2 separate regions of the Rattus norvegicus genome follow, and region 1 is linked to region 2. Evidence: chromatin contacts called from public Hi-C data. All regions are on one chromosome and are shown on one strand. Each heading gives the region's core, a stretch centred on a gene start, on an enhancer-like site or on the middle of the called end of the contact. The rest is flanking DNA. Distances are from core to core; before and after follow the strand shown.

What was found. Hi-C and Micro-C count contacts between places; a contact is called where the count stands out from the background.
Region 1: a contact with region 2 is called in a Hi-C map of kidney, with 2.5 times the contacts expected there. The contact joins the enhancer-like site here to the promoter of Tmcc3 in region 2. A contact is called at or near these places in 6 of 12 Hi-C or Micro-C datasets (the A7r5 cell line, Schwann cells, kidney and 2 more) and 1 of 1 datasets of contacts at active chromatin or transcription factors (oligodendrocytes).

Annotation. Positions count from the first base shown.
Region 1 is chr7:31,072,922-31,075,621 of GRCr8, forward strand. No RefSeq gene overlaps it. Among named protein-coding and RNA genes, the nearest start is that of Tmcc3, 87 kb to the left of the region's middle. Within about 2 kb of position 1,345, at least 2 of the 93 cell types and tissues checked have an H3K27ac peak or open chromatin away from gene starts, as enhancers often do.
Region 2 is chr7:30,985,809-30,988,508 of GRCr8, forward strand. Tmcc3 (transmembrane and coiled-coil domain family 3) reads left to right here and starts at 1,325. Exons shown (of 4, transcript NM_001108084.2): 1 at 1,325-1,577. The coding sequence starts at 1,500.

The DNA of each region.
Region 1 (2,700 bases), core at 95-2,594, 87 kb after region 2:
GTTTGAACAAAAAGATCCATCTTCCTTTGCCTTTTTCGATTGTTACTGCTGTCTTATCATTGTCATTATGAATTATTATTAGTAGTACTATTATTATTATATGTGCTGGGACATGTTAAACAAGTGCCTACATCCCAAACTTATTTGAAGTGCTTCAAATAATTTTACAGGAGATGTCTTCCACCTCCAAGTCAAAAGTGCCTATCTGCCACAGGTCCCTGTAGCCTCACGGCCTGTTTTGAGTAAAGGTGTGGGAGGAAGGGCTCTGTGGGGTAGAAAAGGGGAGCAGGTGTCCAGTGCCCCCGAGTATGCACAGCCTCCATCCTGAGTGTGGGTGTTATAACATAAGCAGGATTCAGAGAATAAATGGTTAAATGATAGGTCACACGTAAAATATGACGAGGATGGGGGGACAAGGGACCTTCTTTCTCTCTTGGAGGCAGTTAACTGGTATTTTCAGGTCTCCATTCCACCCACCCCTACCTTCAGAGACCTGCTAGAAGTCCTACTCAAGGCCTGTGGAACCCTTAATTGGTTGCCCCATCACCTAAGAAGCATGACAGACTCCACCTGCCAAGGTTCAAAGTCCAGGGCGTGGGCATGATAATGGGGTTAGAAAGATCTCGAGGGCTTGGCTGGAAGCTGCCTGTGTTTCTAATGTCTGGCTGCTAGCCACTGACAAAGGAGGCAGAAAGCCAAGGTTTAGACAAGGGAGAGGCTGGAGGTCCTGGAGGCCGATGTGAGCGTGACAGGGTCCTTCGAAAGTACTCCACCTATGTGTGTTAAGATGTATAGGCTGATTTGAGTCCAACTTGTGGCAGTCCTATAGGATCCTGGTGATCATTGAGAAAGCTCAATGATCAAGGTTTGGAAAGAAGAATTGAGCCTCCATCACCAAGAACAAAACTCTGGAACCGACTACCCGGAATCTCCCGATTAATAACCACGAGACAACCCAAAGATATTCTTCCGTCCATCTTTATCCAAGCTGCCCCAAGATGCGGAAACCTACTGATAGTATTGTCCATGCCTGAAGAGTCTTTACCATCGTGGCTAGTTAGTGACTTCTGAACTTGCAGTTTGGGGGGCTCAATGCTAAAAACTGGGTATGCTAGGTAACCAAACAGAGCAATCTTCACAGCTGTTGGCTACTAAAGAAGTTGCACCTCTGTTCAAGCCATTCCTTCTACAATGGCTTACATCATGGGAAGGTGTGAGAGGGGTGGATACGGTCCCCTTCAGACACTGTTGTTATGAGCGTTCCATGGTGTGTAGACCGTTGAAGGTCATCCTAAGATCACCAAGCATGAGCCATCTCAGGGGAACTGGCAGGTTCCTTGGGAAAAAGCTCCTCATTGCTGAGGCTCTAGCAGCCTCTAGGGGTTGCCATGGGTTACTGAGTACTTGATACCTTGTCTGGAATTGTTGAAGCTGAAGTCCTAGGTCTTTCCTCCAGGCGTCTCCAGAGAGCATGGTGGGTTTGATGGTGGGATCCATTGGCTGATGGAACCTGGAAATGGTTAGAGAAAGGGCTAGGGACCCAGGCTGGACCGGTGGTCAGTCAACTTGAATGGGTGCAGCTAAGATTTGCCCCCATTCTCAGTGTGTGTACACACCACAGTGAAGTAGACCCTCCCTGCATCCTCCTAGGCTACAGCGGCTGCTGCTCTTACCCTAAGCTCCTCAGTGTCCAGACGCAGGCATGGGAATCCTGTAGGGCTGTACTAAGGGACTTCTGTCTCCAGAGCCTATCTGTAGCCCCTGTCGCTTTCCAGAATTTTCTTTTTCTTTTCTCTTTTTTCTTTCTTTTAGGAGTGTGTACATGTGTGTGTGCATGCATCTGTGTGTGCATACATGCGCTCATGTGTACATGCACATATGTGTACACGTATGTAGAGTTCAGAAGTCAATGTTGGGTATCTCCTTCTATACACTCTTCCTTATTCTTTTGAGACAGAACTCTGTGAGATTTGCCAGTTCAGCTCGATCATCTGGTCAGAGAGCCCTGAGAAGTCCCGTGTCCACGCACCAAGCATGCACTGCTGAGCTGTTGACTTATTTATGTATTTGACTTGGGTGCCGGGGATCAAACTCAAGTGTTCATGTTCACGCAGCAGGCACTTTACTGTGAGCCATCTCTTCAGCTCTCAGACTCCAGTCTTTAATGACTTATCTCAGATCGACCCAGTCCTATCACTCTCTGTGTAAGAGTGTTCAGCAACACTCACTACCCTGGATGAATATGAAATTCCATACATGGGCCCCTTTCCTGCTCTGTTTCCTGAGCATGGCTCTACATTCTTGCCAGGATGAATTCTCTCAGAACTTCCAATGTCCTGCCTGATACTTACTACATGGCAGCCTCTTCTAAGAGCTGAGACTCTGTGGACTTCATGGGCCTTTGTAACAACTAAGTGTGTGTGTGTGTGTCTGTGTGTGTGTGTGTGTGTGTGCGTGTGTGTGTCTGTCCGTCTGTGTGTGTATCTCTTTGTGTGTTTGTATGTCTGTATGTGTATATCTGTGTGTAAGTGTGTATATCTGTGTATCTGTGTGTTTGTGAATGTGTCTCTGTGTGTATATTTGTAAGTGTGTGTATCTGTGTGTTTTCATGTGTGTCTGTGTGTGTTTGTGAGTGTGCGTGTGCATGAATATGTGTGTCTCTGTGTGTGTGTCTATGCACATGTATACAAATGGGTGTGG
Region 2 (2,700 bases), core at 75-2,574:
TCTTATTTCTGTAGTTTTTAATCTTGTCAGAAATGTGCCATGTATATAGCCTGCCTGCCTGCCTGCCTGCCTGCCTGTCTGTCTGTCTGTCTGATACACATTGCACTTTCAATAAACAGTAGAACACCCTATATTATCCGGCACCTTGCTTTTCTTCTCTTAACTATACATGTTAGAATGACTCCGTAGTTAGAGGGCTGCTGCATCTGCTACACTTGTCTAATACTCCATTGAGCAGACATGCTTTGGTTCTCTGGTCTCCTTGTACAGGACACGTAGGTCAGGTCATCCTCAGTCTCTGTAATGACCTCCTAGCCGGAGTTCCTTATCCTTCATCAGTGCCTCTCACAGTGCCTCTCACAGACCTCTTAGACTTTTGTTCTGATCTTGTCAAGTCCTGGTTCAGGAAGCCCGGCAGCTTGCCAAACACCCACAAAGCAAAGCTAAACTTCTTAATGTTTAAAGTACAGCCCCTCCCCAACCCCAGCCCCAGACCCCAGTCTCCATTCTTCTACCTTTGTGCCAGAAACCACCTACTAAACCGACACCTTGAGGTGTTGTTTTGTTTTGTTTTCCAAATGCACAGACCTGTTTTGCCTCAGCCAGCTAGGGGATAAACACCTCCTCCCCTCCCTGTAGGCAGATCACAGTGCACTCTGGGCCTGTTAGGATCAGTGATCTAAACCTGCCAATCCGGTCTCAGAGTGGATTCCAACATAACCGGACCTTATGTAGTGAATTTGGGGTTAGGCAACCAATACCCCATCGATTACCAATCAGTACTTTTTCTCTCAGACTCCAGATCCTTTGTGGGCAGGGAGCACTCGCTGAGACTAGAGAACGCTAAAGTGAAAAGATGTCCGGGTTTCAAAGTAGCTTACAACACAGTGAGTCACACAAGCACAATTAAGATACACAACACAGTGGGAGTGCGGCTCTGTGGAATTCTAGATGGGAAAATGTCCCTCCCTTCTGGAATCTTTAGCCGACTGTCCAGGTCCAGCGTAGCTGTCCAGCAAGTAAGTGTCCTGTTGAGTGAAATATATATACATATATATTTCATTCATATTTATATAGGCAGCCCTTAAGGTACCGGCAACCTCATGCTCAAACCCGTCTTTTATCACACTCAAGTGGGTCCATAACCTGTGCCGGCATCGCTCATCTGAGCCGGGGGAGGCGTGGGAGCCGTGGGAGCGCGTGGGCCCCGGTTGCAGGCAGGGAGGGCAGCTGAGCCGGGCACCTGGAGCGGGTCTAGGCGCCGCGCGGGGCGCAGGGGCGGGGAGCGGGGGAAGGGGCGGAGACTGTCGCCCGCCTCCCCACCCCAGCGGCGGCGGCGCAGGGCCGCGGGGTGTCGGCAGCAGCTGCAGCCGCCCGCGCCACCCCCCTCGGCCGCGGCTCCGGGGCGAGGGTGAGCGGAGCACGGCGGGCAGCTGCCACCCGGCGCCGAGTGGAGCGGCGGCCCCCGAGAACGCAAAGTTGTCAGTCTAAGCGCAGACATGCCGGGCAGCGACACGGCGCTCACTGTGGACCGGACCTACTCCGACCCCGGCCGGCACCACCGCTGCAAGAGCCGGGTGAGGGCGCGCACAGGGCGGCGTGGGGGTGCGAGTCTGCGTGGGGAGGGTGCGGGCCGGGTCGGCTGGGAGACACAGCACCGCGGAACCCATCGCCGGTCTCTCTCCGCCGGGAAGGTCCGGGGAAAACCTGCGGCCCGGGGACGCGGTGTCACCGCTGGAATCGGAGCTAGTCAGCCCTATTCCACGACGTTGTAGCCCGTCCGGCTCTCCTCCCCGCCAGAGAGCGCACGCTGCCTGCGGGGGGGCTCCCGGGACTCCCTTGATCTGGCTCCCGGCACAGCCACCTGCGGGGCTCTGCATTGCTGCTGCGTCCCCAGCCTCGCAGCCGAGTCCCCTGCACCGTGCGCCCGGGACGCGCTGCCTAGATCAAAAGTCGATCTCGGCATGGACGCTCCGGAGTTGGGAGCCGTGCAGAGGGGGCGCCTTCGCCACGGTTTGCAGCGTAATTTGCTGTTGCTGATTTTGGCTGTGAGCGAAAATAGCTCTTCTGAGCAAGCTGTGGAGACCGGCCATGGAGGGCTTCATTATAAAGACGGAGGCCACAGCCACAGCTCTGGCCCCCCTGAGGAACACCTTCCCTTCTGGGCAGCTCAGGTGTCCAGTAAGGATGTGAGCCCCAGCCCTCCACCCCCATCCTACCCCAACCCACCCCGATCCTGTCTCCTCTTGGCTGATTAAAGTGCCATTTGAAACAGCACCTCCTCCACTTTGGCAGGCGACACCTGGAGTTGTTCTCTGAGCCTCCCAACTTCTGGCTTGTCCGAGGAACAGGGGATTCGATGTCAGCTTCCTTGTATAAAGTTCTTAGAGACAGAACGGACATAGTTTCTACCCCTCCACCTCTAAGATCAAGTTGGGGCTATAAGTGACGGGCTTATGCAGGGGTCCTTTATACAGAATGTGAGTGTGCAGTTACAATTTGAAACAGTAATCGATTGTCCCCGAAGTGACATGTTTACCTCGTTTCTCTTTTCACTTTAGCGCCTCTTAATCAGTTTAGGAAAAATGATTTTTTTAACACAAATTTAATGTGTTCGGGATAATCGCTCCTGCATCGACCGACTCTTTCTGGGTTTCTTTAGAAGTTTCCTAACAGTGCACCAGGAAAGTATTCCAAAAC